3 separate regions of the Mus musculus genome follow, and regions 1 and 3 are each linked to region 2. Evidence: chromatin contacts called from public HiChIP or PLAC-seq and promoter capture Hi-C data. All regions are on one chromosome and are shown on one strand. The core of a region is the stretch at or near the end of the contact, and the rest is flanking DNA. Distances in the headings are between cores, read along the strand shown.

Evidence for each region. Promoter capture Hi-C pulls out the DNA fragments that hold promoters and counts their contacts. HiChIP or PLAC-seq counts read pairs in DNA pulled down with a chosen protein or histone mark.
Region 1: a contact with region 2 is called in an H3K27ac HiChIP or PLAC-seq map of regulatory T cell precursor, with 4 times the contacts expected there. The contact joins the enhancer-like site here to the promoter of Adck1 in region 2. A contact is called at or near these places in 3 of 484 Hi-C or Micro-C datasets (CD4 T cells, embryonic stem cells and regulatory T cells) and 2 of 115 datasets of contacts at active chromatin or transcription factors (T-cell acute lymphoblastic leukemia and regulatory T cell precursor).
Region 3: a contact with region 2 is called in a promoter capture Hi-C map of liver, with 6 times the contacts expected there. The contact joins the promoter of 4930473H19Rik here to the promoter of Adck1 in region 2. A contact is called at or near these places in 11 of 39 promoter capture datasets (the 3T3-L1 cell line, 3T3-L1-derived adipocytes, embryonic stem cells and 6 more), 1 of 115 datasets of contacts at active chromatin or transcription factors (T-cell acute lymphoblastic leukemia) and 2 of 9 other capture datasets (adipose tissue and liver).

Annotation. Positions count from the first base shown.
Region 1 is chr12:88,464,761-88,468,993 of GRCm38.p6, forward strand. No RefSeq gene overlaps it. Among named protein-coding and RNA genes, the nearest start is that of 4930473H19Rik, 25 kb to the left of the region's middle. Within about 2 kb of position 2,226, at least 38 of the 459 cell types and tissues checked have an H3K27ac peak or open chromatin away from gene starts, as enhancers often do. A contact at or near this core is called in T-cell acute lymphoblastic leukemia, regulatory T cells and regulatory T cell precursor, where this site is marked.
Region 2 is chr12:88,358,776-88,363,043 of GRCm38.p6, forward strand. Adck1 (aarF domain containing kinase 1) reads left to right here and starts at 1,739. Exons shown (of 11, transcript NM_001277297.1): 1 at 1,739-1,820. It also overlaps the pseudogene Gm5655.
Region 3 is chr12:88,440,276-88,444,096 of GRCm38.p6, forward strand. 4930473H19Rik (RIKEN cDNA 4930473H19 gene) reads right to left here and starts at 1,958. Exons shown (of 3, transcript NR_166711.1): 1 at 1,906-1,958; 2 at 752-960. It overlaps Adck1 (aarF domain containing kinase 1), which reads left to right. Exons shown (of 11, transcript NM_001277297.1): 6 at 808-966.

The DNA.
Region 1 (4,233 bases), core at 976-3,475, 110 kb after region 2:
AGAGCTTCATGTGTCTAAGATTCTGAGTCAGTTGGTTGGAACACAGGTCAAACACTTCCCCAAATTTGTTAATTTTTTTTATTCTGAAATAATTTTAGATTTCCAGCAACCCACCACCTTCACCTTCTCTAATGTTAACATCTCATATGATCAGGCTGCCTTGATTAATTAGATGGTCATTCGCTTCTGTACAGTGTTAGTAACCCCAGTACAGTTGGTACTGACCCAGTCAGATTCCTGCCAGGGTCCTCCCTGTGGATCCTGTCTTGACTATGATGACATTTCATTATCCCAACTCCTCAGAGTCCTTTGATCTGTAGCAGCCCAGTCTCTCAAATCCTTTTGTATTGGGAGACTTTGACTCTTGGGAAGAGTACTGGCTATGGACTTTGTAGAATGGCTCTGTCTGGTGTTTGCTTTTTCATGACTAGACTTTGTTGAGGGGTTTTGATTAGGTGCCTATAAGGAAAAACACACTCTTTATCCCATCCTACCATGGGAACACAATGCTAATGTGACACAGCTCTGTGAAGCTTCTGAGCTGGGGTTGGGACCCCTGTTTTAGTCTCATATATCTTCCAGATCCTTCTGGAGGAGGAAGACACAGCTTATGAACTAACTCATCATTTCTGGGCACCAGCAGATGCTCTTCCAAATCAAAAGGTTTTCAAGAAATAAAAACCACAGATAAGGCAGTGAGCACAAGGTAATCAAATGGCATTGTGGTTTTAATATTTACGCATTAAACCACAATAAGTGATCATGAATCACTTGTTCTTGAACAAGATGTGGGTTTGAGTCCCAGTGCCTACATGGCGGTTTACTACTGTCAGTAACTTCAGTCTCCGAAGATCCAGTGCCCTCTTCTGACCTCCATGGACTCCAGGAACACTGTGATGCACATATATACATGCAGGAAAAACATATATAAATATGTCACTCATAAAATAAATATATCGAAAAATTTAAATATAAAAGAGATTAAAGGCTGAGATCTTGCTTTTTCCCAGCTTCCCTTGCAGCTAGGTTGACTCATGACATGTGTGTTGAAGGCGAATCTAAGGAAAGTGGCAAATTGTTTCTTTAGAAATGTATTAACAAAATTTGGAGCTGTGACGAAAGGATGGACCATCTAGTGATTGCCATATCCAGGGATCCATCCCATAATCAGCTTCCAAATGCTGACACCATTGCATACACTAGCAAGATTTTGCTGTAAGGACCCAGGTATAGCTGTCTCTTGTGAGACTATGCCGGGGCCTAGCAAACACAGAAGTGGATGATCACAGTCAGCTATTGGATGGATCACAGGGCTCCCAATGGAGGAGCTAGAGAAATTACCCAAGGAGCTAAAGGGAACTGCAACCCTATAGGTAGAACAACAATATGAACTAACCAGTACCCCGGAGCTCTTGTCTCTAGCTGCATATGTATCAAAAGATGGCCTAGTCAGCCATCACTGGAAAGAGAGGCCCTTTGGACTTGCAAACTTTATATGCCCCAGTACAGGGGAACGCCAGGGCCAAAAAAGGGGGAGTGGGTGGGTAGGGGATTGGGGGGGTGGGTATGGGGGACTTTTGGGATAGCATTGGAAATGTAAACGAGGAAAATACCTAATTAAAAAAAAAAAAGAAATGTATTAAAGAGCCGGGCGTGGTGGCATACACCTTTAATCCCAGCACTCGGGAGGGAGAGGCAGGCGGATTTCTGAGTTCGAGGCCAGCCTGGTCTACAAAGTGAGTTCCAGGACAGCCAGGGCTATACAGAGAAACCCTGTCTCGAAAAACCAAAAAGAAAAGAAAAAAAAAAAAGAAATGTATTTAAAAAAAAAAAAAAACCACACCAGTGATTTATATGTGCTGCCTCTTCTTTCAGCATGGGAGGCTGCTATGTGGTTTGGGATGTCTGGATCTGTAGCAGCTATTTTATGACCTTAAGACAATTGAGCACAATATGCTATTTTATTGGCATATTGCTATGGACTGAATTATGTCCCTGCTTCTGATTCTTAAGTTGAACCCTTAACCTCAGTGCGACTATTTGATAGTTGTGCCTTTAAGGGATTAACTCAATCTAAACCAAAAATTTAAAGGTTCTGATCCTAAAGGGCTTGTATCCTAACAAGAAAAGGAAGAGAGATCACAGCTCCCTGTCTACCTACCCAGAGGGGATGTGAGACAGTGAGATGGCGGCTGTTCACAGGAAGAGAGACGTCACTGGACCTCAGTGGTGCTTCCCCCCAGCATGCAGAACTGTGAGAAATCAATCTGTGGGGTGAAGCAACAGGTCTGTGGCAGCTAGATGTGGCAGCCTCAGCCGAATAGAGGCACCGACCGTTCTCTGCCAAATGCCGGGCAGCCTCATGTCAGAACTTTGTGCCTGTTAGACCAATACTGCACTGTGCACTCAGAGATTTGAAACTCATCACACAGATCATACAAGGTAGAAGGACTCCCCTGTGAAAGGGCTCAGGTTCCATCTGGAATGGGACCTGCTATGAGAGACAGAGGTGATTGATTGGTTTTTATTGTGTTATGGTTGGGACCATGGCTATTTATGAGAGTAGACACAGGCTATATACCTGTTACATAAAATGGGACTAGGAGGCTTGTAGAGGCTTGTAGGAGAACCCCAGGTCTGTTATCCAGATGTCCTAAGCCTGTGGTTTGTGGTTGGCATCAGGATATCTTTGTTAGATCTCAAACATCCTGGCAGATCGTATTAGGTGTGGTTGGTTTGTTTACCTGCTATAATGGATTCCTGTGAACTTAGGAGTGGCATACACGTCGTACCTTCAGTTTCTCCTAGCTCCAGATGCCAGAAGTCTGGAACCAGACTTTGGTCAGGAGTAGAGAATGAAGGGAATGTGTTACTTGGCCTTTTATGGTCATGGAGGCTGTCTGAATCCCCTGCTTGTGACTGTATCACTCTGACCTTGCCTCTGTTACCATGCTTCTCCTCTGATCCTCCAATTCTCCCCAGAAAGACTGTTACAGTGAATACTAGAGCCATCTGACTAACCCAGAATAATCTCTCTCTGTCAAAAGCCTTCATAGAATCACATCCACAAAGTGTTCTGGCCATAGGGTACCATTTGTGGACACCTTTGAGAACATTATCAAGAAGAATAATGCTCTAACTTCCACAGTACTGATAACTGATAGTGCTAAGCTAGTGTTCTTCCTATTAGGAGACTTAGCAGTCAATAAAAACGTGTTTTTTAAAGCAATAAAGATAATAACAGCTAACACTGAGCACTGATCATGTGTTTTCTCTGCGCGCCTTATGTAACACCTCTACATAGTCTAGGGGGCGCCACTGTCAGCTTTGGGCAGATGGACACACTGCACAGAAGGTATATGTCACAGATGGAAGCAGCCAGGAACCAGTGGCAGGTGGTGATAGACTCTGAACTGGGGTGGTCCACAGCCAGAACTAGGGCTCAGCCCTTTGTTGTGTGACATTCCATTGATTTTCTGTTTTTCTCCAGTGGAGAACACAGCTTGATCTGAGCTTGATCCTTCCCAGGCTGCTGGCGATGAAGCCCTCTCTGCTTTCCAAAGCCTCCTCAGGATGAAGATGTTGGGCACTTGCCCAGGGTACAGCTGGGTGAGGATTCCCCTTGAGTGTTATATCTCACCTATGCATTTTGTTCCTTGGAAACCAGGCCTCTTGGAATACTGTAGGCCAGGATATACCCTTTCCAGGAAATTCTCAAAAGGAGAATTAGTATCAGAAGTGCAATTATTTTTTTAGGACTAGAAGTACTTGTGATTTTTCTAATTCTTTCCCTCCATCTCAAGAATTCAGGGAGGGGTGACCAGAATGTGATGCAATTAGGAGGGAAACCACATCCATTCAGGAGATTTGAAGGAGTTTAGTCTTGGAGTAGTTCTGATGCCTTGAGTAGCCTCTGGTCCTTTCTCCTTTGGCCTGACTCCGAGTCTCTGATAGCGGCCAGCATCACCATCCTGGGTCAGGCAGCCAGAGGTCAGCCTAGTTTTCTTAGTTCTCTTGTCACCAGGTCTCTGAGCTGCAGCTTCCCTGCTGTGGCATGGCAGCTGCTGTCCCCAGTTGCTCTTCTTGACAGGTTGTAGTGACTCAAACAGAGCTGCCAAAGACGACAAGGAAAAGCAAGGCTGTAAACCCAGTAGAGTACAGCTCAGCCCTGGCAGCTTGTCTCCCAGGAGCCCTGCTGCTTTCACAGATACCCATCTTTTACAAGAGCACTGG
Region 2 (4,268 bases), core at 489-2,988:
ATACATATAAAATTCTTATGAAGATAGAGGGGATTGCCAGGTTTTCTGAGGCACTTTCCAAAGTTATTCAAGGCACAAAATATACACCATTGTGAATATACATATTCTAGACTTTGTGTCTCTGACACAGCCCAAAGATTTGGCTTCATGGCTATTATAACACTAAATATACTGAATGAAATGGTTTCTTGGGTGAAAAAGCCAGACCAATAACCATCATATAGATAATTACTCCAAAATATGGAGAATACAAATACAAGCACTGTATTTTAAAAAGCAAACACAAAAGATCATGTAAATCCAAAAGTGTTAATTGTTTCAAGTTTCCATTTTGGATCATTTAGAATCTAGACAAGTTGGTTCCCAGCTTATCCATCACTTGTCTGTAGTAAGGAAAATGATTCTAAAAAGTCAACATGGTTTTCAGTATTTAAAAAATAGGTAAAAAGTATGTAAAAGCCTCGAGAGACCAATAATATCCAATAGCTTCAAAAGATAAACTAAAGACCCTTAGATGTAATCAACTTTACCAACATCTGTCCGTGTCTGTTTAATATTTACAGGGAAAATATACTCACTATAATTTTTTATAGAATGGCAAGTAGGAAGTTGATGTAGGAGATGTAGAAGGGCAAAGAGAACTCAGAAAGTCTTTCTATTATGTAACTTTTGCTTTAGAATCATCAAAAAGCAACTACTTCCCCTCATACTCCTTTAAGTTTTGCACTGCATAGGAAATTTCATTCTCAACTCCATTCATGTTAACGCCTGTTGGGTCACTGGAGTCTTCGTTCCTGTCAGATTCGTGGGTCCCATTAGTATCATTAGTTTCAGAATTTCTATTGTCAGTGAATGGGGTCCCAACCACCTTATCAGGATTAGATGTTTTGTTGGACAGCTCATAGTCTGCTTTGCTCTTTTGTCCTCCAAGAAGTCCAATACCTTCTACATTTTTTTTATTGTTGTTGTTCAAAACCTTTTCCACCAAATCTAATTGATACTTCATCGTCATAATTTTCAGCCACCCCCTTGCTTCCTCCTCATTCAGTGGCTCTGTCTTACCTATTTCACACATCTGGTCAACCACAAAATTCCCCTCATCGAGTTCTAGACTGTTAAAAGCCAGGGACTTTAACAGATGCAGTAGAGTTTGTGCCCACTACTAATAGTAATGCCACTGTGCATTGCAACAGCAAATAATCCATAGCTGTCATTAGTCGGCTTGGTGCTCCATTCTTCTAGTGACAGCTTAAGAGGTATCAACAAAGGAGTGTTGGTCTTGGAAAGTCCACCACCATAACAATCAAACTCCAGTAGCAGCAAAGCATTTCAGATGAATAGTGATAATAGGCATTTTGTCAAACCAGAGACTTCGCTTTGCTTCCGTATAATAATGGCAATTTTCACAGAAATATTTAACCTCTCCTACAATTCTCTCCACTGAAACAAGGTTTCATTTCATTTCTCTCAAGGTCTTCGTTTCAACAGGAATAGCTGACTCACTCATTAGAATTCTAATTAGAATCTAATGCCTACTTAAAATCTACAGATCCAGAATTACATCATCCATTAAACATGGATCTATACTTTGACTCCTTAAATTATTCTCAGTATGATTCTTTGTCGGTATCTTAGCAGACAAGGAAAGGTTTTCCTCTGGCTCAGGGACCACAGCTGTGGCCTCTAGTCTAAGGAACAGAAAAGAACTACAAATCCCGGCAGGCCTCGCGGCACCGGCTTCTGTAGGCGCTCTGGTGGCGAAAGCACTGTTTCCTGGAATTTGGGTTCCGGGCTGCGCGGCGCAGCTTCCCTACCCTCTGGTGAGTAGCACCCGCGCACAGAGTCCTGGCCAATCCCGCTGCCAGATTGTGCGGGACGTGGAGAGCGGTGGGTCCGGTGCAGATGTGCTCCGCGACGTTTGAGCTCAGGCTCTGCCGCCCAGACGAAGCTGGGAGGAAACTCGAGCCTGTGACCCTGTCACCCTAGCTGGCGAAACCACGTGGTTCAGGTGACTCGCAGTGCCCCGCCCCCTTGGCTGTGACTCTCTCGCTCGGTGTCCTAGAGGTCCTTAGTGTGGACTGGCCACTTGGGTGGCCCAACCTTGCGTGCCCTGGAGTAGGCAGAGGTGAAGAGGGGCTACGAGTGGCTCCGCCGGCAGCCTTCAGACATCGGTGACCTTGTGGGCTCCCACGCAGAGGTAGCTGGGGCGATGAGCGTGGAGTGGTGAAGAGCAGGGGCCTCCCCAGAAGTCAGGTCACCTAGGCTTGCTACAGGCTCCAGTCTCCTTAACTCCCCAGTACCTTGGAGACTTCCAGTGCTTCCAGCAGATGTGCGGAGAGAAGACTTTCATAGTACAGCTGTCCCAGACTTCGTTGACATTTACTTGCCACGAAAGTGAGAAGCTTAGCGCTTAGTAGGCGCTCAAGATATAGTTGCGGAGTTGCTAGGAATTGGATTTTGTCCTGTGACAATTTTTCTTTAAGCGTCTTCTTGTCACTGTGGTTCACAGGCTGTGTGTATGTAGTGTGCAGCAGAGTGATGTGGAGGGCTTGTTACTACACAGAATTCAGCCCACTTCCTCTTTAAACTTCTGATTTTAGTGTGATATTTGAACTCTGGGATCGGCATGTCCAACATGAACCCAGGAGATGCCATGTCGCTACCCCGGGGACTATAAGTTTGAATGCTATTTTATAAGAAAAAGTCCATATCGATTTGTCACACTGGGTTATGGTGTGTGTGTGTGGGGGTGGGGGGTGGGGTGGGGGGTGGTTGTGTCCCTGTGGCTAGCTTCGATATTGTAGTTGTAGCACTCATGGCACCTGCTTTACACACTGCAACCCAACCCCATTACTTTATGTACATATATCCATGTAGTTTTGCCACCTGGGTCCTTTTTATCCTGGATTATATTCTCTCTTATTTTACTGTGGTATTTGGCTGATACTCAACGGGCCTTATGGTGTGAGATTTTAACTTCTGAGAGAATTTATCACACTTTATTTCTTTCCAAACATACCCCCTCAGTCCCCTCCTTGCCAGAGACTGGACTGGTGAATGGCTAGAGTGCTTGGTATAGCCATCCATCCCTGTCTTGTCTCCCAGTAGGACACACCCTGCCTGGGTTATCTAGGACTAAATGTCCGAGACAGAGAACCACTGGCCACTCCAGCCAATTCCTTGTTCATATGCACTCTGTTGGCGGCACAGACACACGTGGACTCTAGCATTTGTTCCCTTGGCTCCTTTGGGCAATTTCTTCTACTGCCTTGTCTGTAGAGTGAAGCTCCAGTGGTCTGTACTTGAGAATCTAGTTGTGCAAGTTATGTGAGCTATTTATTTGAGCACTTCTGGAAGCTCACTCACTTCTCTTACCTGCTGCCCGCTGCTCTTGCCCTTGAGTTGTTAGTCCCCCTTCCTAAGGTGAGCTGAGTGGAAAAAGTTCTCTTGTGCTGGGGGAGATTTATCTTGCTTATCTGCTGAGAAACCTTGGCATTGGTCTGGGATTCCTTAGTTTAATTAGTATTGATCCAAGCAAGTTCTGTCCATTACACACTAAGAAGTGTAGTTAAAACTCACTCTTGCATTGAACGTTACCTAACTGTAGGATGGGGAAGACTGGGAGCCTCCTCAGGCCATGTTCCTGGGCATGGATTCGTCATTGCCTGCTTTCTCCAAGAGTATATTTGGGTCTTTTCTGGTTTGGAAAGTGTTCCAGAAAGAAAAACAAAAACAAAATGTATATTTGCCCAATAATCTCTATAGGAAATGGAAGGTAGCCAGGGTCACTGTTGGGGACAAATAGAGTTTTCTTCCTAAATGACTCCCCTCAGCAGGGTTCTCTTCTTCACCGAGGTGGTGTGGAGGTGGGGGTGAGTGGGGATGTAATTTCAGACCTGCATTCTCAGGGTGTCACCTGAGGAGGGGCAGGGAGTAGATGGTAGTTGGGAAGTCTATTTACATAAGTGCTTGGTTTCTTCATTAGTTCTATCCTTGAGATGGGCTTTTAAAAGAGGATTTATTTATTTATTTTGATTTCATGTGCACTGTCTGCATGCAGGTCTGAGGGAGTGTCTGATCTCTTGAAATTGGAGTTACAGACAGTTGTGAGCAGCCGTGTGTGCTCTTAACTGCTGAGCAAACTCTCCAGCCCCCGAGATGGACATTTTTAATTGATCACCTACTTGTCCGGCTTCCTGAACACATGGATTCATGAGGAACTGGGGTGTCTCCTCTGGCCCTGAGACAGAGTTCACTGTCATTGATTT
Region 3 (3,821 bases), core at 708-3,207, 82 kb after region 2:
CAGGAACTCTCAGAGCCCCGATTAGTGACATGACATGTTCCTACATGTCTCCCATGATTGTGTGGATTTGGAGCAAGATGCTGGGTACCCAGCCAGGCAGTACCTAGCCAACAGTCGTCAAGGTTACTTCTGGATGCTGTTCTCTTCTTAACATTTTGGACTTGGTACAATTATTGTGGCAGAGGCCAGGAAAACAGTTCTCTCTCCCATGTGTATTTCACGGGAGACCCAGGCAGGGCATAGAGCAAAAGCTCAGGGCTTTTCTATACCTGCCCTTGCTCTGAACTAATGACATGGAGACCTGCTGTATTTATTAAAAAGCTTCTTGCACTTTAGTTGGACGGGGTTCTCATCTGTTTTAACTCAACTATGCCAGTCTGGCCTACTTCCCAGCCACCTGCCATCTTGGTCCTGCTCTGGCTGCTCCTGCTCCGTCCGTCCTTTCCATGGTGTCTCTGTCTCTCGTAGCCTCTCATGGCAACTTCTTCATGGTGACCTCCCTCCTCTCCTTCCTCCACCCAGGATCCCCCTCACTGGGATCGGAAGTCTCATCTCTTCTCTCCCGTCCAGCTATTGGCTGCTCAGCTCTTTATTAACCAACCAGAGGTGACAGAAAACAATTTTTACATGAAAGTAAGACAGGAGATGCTTGGCAATGCCTGTCAGGGCTGCGACCTGATCTCTGGGCCCAGTAATCAGCATCTGAATACACAGCGCACAGAATCATCCCCCAGCGGGGTAGGACATGTACCTTCCGTGGTGGGGGCCGTGGGCTGACTGGCTGACAGGTTGCTTGGTGGCTTTCAGGTGCTTGTCCTGGCCGTGAAGCAACTTTTCCCAGATTTTGAATTCATGTGGCTGGTGGATGAAGCGAAGAAGAACCTGCCTCTCGAGTTGGACTTCCTGAATGAAGGGAGGAACGCTGAGAAAGTGGCCCACATGCTCAGGCACTTTGACTTCCTAAAGGTAGGAGAGCGGGACCGTCAAGGATGAGTGCAGGGGTCGGTTGGGCCCTACCCTGGCTGTCCCTACATAGAGGGCGTGAGCTGGGACATCTCTTGGCCAAAGTTTCTAACTTAAGGTGAGTGATTTGTAATTGGAGATCCACATGGAAGCCCCTTGAAGGCAATTTCCAAGAGTGAACCCTAATATGATTGTTGAACCAGCTGTTCATTGCATGCTTGACACTGAGTACCCCGTGGGCCTGTGTTCTATGGCCTCTCCCTCCACAGAACATGCAGTGAGTGACGGTGACAGCTAACACTTCTGTACTCTGATCCGGCTCCAAAAATGCATGTTACATTTGCTCCTGTAGTACAGTTTTGTTACAACAGTGTTTCTAGACAACACTACAGTATGCAGAACTATAGAGCAGAAACCTTGGGGCTCCCCAGAGAACCAGGCACATAGGCTCCTCAGTGACACAGAAAAAGAAGTATAAGGCTTTAGGGCCTCAAAGGTGTATTCACTTGCACATACCAGTTTTCCTCTTCCTTATCCTACATTTATTATTTCCTTGGTCTCTTGGTGTATTGTGGGAGGCCCCCTTTTGGTGCCGCTCTAGAAACTTCCCACTTAATGGGAGAAAGCAGATACATTATTGCCTGTCTTACAAAGTGTTGTGCACACAGTGGACCTTCATATTTATTTTGGTGGCTTCCCATGAGGAAACGCTTAATCTACCCAGGACAGGGAGCTCAGAAAGGCCTCCAAAAAGGGCTGACTTCAGGGGGGAGAATGCAGTATTTAGTGAGCGAGCATTTCAGTGTGTCAGGCCCTGTCGTACTGACAGGATGCTGACACATCCTGATGGTGAGCCCTTCTAGCCCATCCCTCTACACAGCCGTGTCTTGGGTAGAGTTCCAGTTTTAGCCCAGGCTCTCTGACTCTGTGTCTGCTGCTTACCTCAGAGTTTCTGCCACCTTTAACCTGGCAGAGGTGCCCCTTAGTGCCAGAGTGCGGAGCCAGACAAACGCAACAATCTCCTCCACCGTTTCCATGGAAACAGCAGAATCATCCTCTGGCTGGAGCCAACTAGCAACTGCCAGACCAAGACATGTAATAATAATAATAATAACAACAACACAGATTTTTGAAACAAGGATGCCAAATTGGTAAATAATTAACATACTGATCTGACCCACTGCTGCCAGAACTCACATACCATTCCTAAGACAATGGAGGAATGAAGGCTCCTAAGTAATTAATTTTGCCTAAGCACATCATAAGCAGGAAGCAAATTCTGCACGGTGAACCCAGCTCAGCTTTTAAAACTGTAGATAGATTGCTCTTGCATGCTGGCACCCCATCACAACATCTGTGCGTAATTAAGTCTCAGCAACGAGTTTGCCTCTCATGTGCGAGGCCTCTTCCAGTGCTAAGGGGTGTTTAATATCCTCGACCCTTCACAGTAAATCTTTGGGTCTCAGCCCATCTCTGAATAAAATAGAGAGGATGCCAGAAGAAGGTGAAGGGCAGCCAGACTGAACAATACGGATCTGAGCATGCGTAGAATAGGGCTGTGCCAGGCATTCAGACTTGTGATTAACCTGAGGGATAGTTGGGGACAGGAAGGAAAGGAGAAACAGTCTACGCATGGGTTTGAAACCAGTTTAGATAAAAGCTCGAGTGGAGATGAGAGTGTGTCACATCAGGCAGGGTCACTCCAGAGTTTTTTGTGTGAGGTCAGGACCCTGGGGGATATGTGAGCTCTTGGAGAAGTGTCACAGCTTATTAGACTTTCAAAGATGAGCAACATGTATAATAACATATGACCTTTTAATGTGTTAGTCACTTCTAAAAGTGTTTCACATATATTTACCCTTTAATCTGTAGAGTGGCCTCACAAAGGAGGTACCATTTTGAACCCTGTGCCATTGGTGGGGAAGCAGAAGTCCCAAGGGATCGAGCCATTAGCCTAGGTTGACAGAGTAAACCAGCAAGGGGAAGAAGCAGGGTTAGGGGGGAGACAGCGTGGCTTAAAGCCTGCACATCAAACTGTGTAGTACTTGTTTGAAACATTTCTGAGTCACAGAAGACAACTATGTTGCATGATGTTTGCATGAGTGTGTGAGCGTATGGCATTGACTCAGCTCTGAGGTGGATCAGGATCCTCATGGGTCACTGCGTAGCTGTCACGGGACAGCCACTGTTTAACCAACAGCTCAGCATTTGGTTCTGTGTGGGACACTTGTCCTCTCTCCACGCCAGTGGTGCGTGAGGTGAAGCAGGCTCTTCTATAGCCACCCACATCATCTTACTAGGGGTGCATTAGGTCTCAGAGAGGTTACCATGTGTCCACAGTCAATAAAGCAAGTAGGAGGCCGAGCTCTGACTTCTGGAGGACTGTATCCTGCATGATAGCAGAGGCTTCACGGTGCACAGAGTAGAGGTGCATGGTCAGGCCCCACCACGAGGCCCAGGCTACCCAAGCAAGGTCGTGGGACTTTTTATAGAGGTTGGGTGGTCCTGATGTGGTAGCAGGTGGAGCTCTCAGGTGGGCCGTTGTGGGGGGCTACCCTGTATGACATAGACCCTGAGCCAGGGTCTCATAGGCCAGAGGTGGCCCTGCTAGGGCCAGTGAGTCCCTGGTGAGATGCGTCCCTAAGCTTGCTTCCTTTATAGCCAGGTGCCAATTTTTTTTTCCTTCCTGGATGGAAGAAGGAGATGGGCAGTGGTGAGACATAGCCATTTGGGGACTTGAGGGACAAGTCATGTACTTTTGCTGTTTCGTGATTTTGTGGTCATTTCCATGTGATAATCCAGCCCCGAGTGGCTGAGGAAAAGGGCGTGTGATTATCAGGCTGGAGTGGTCACATCAC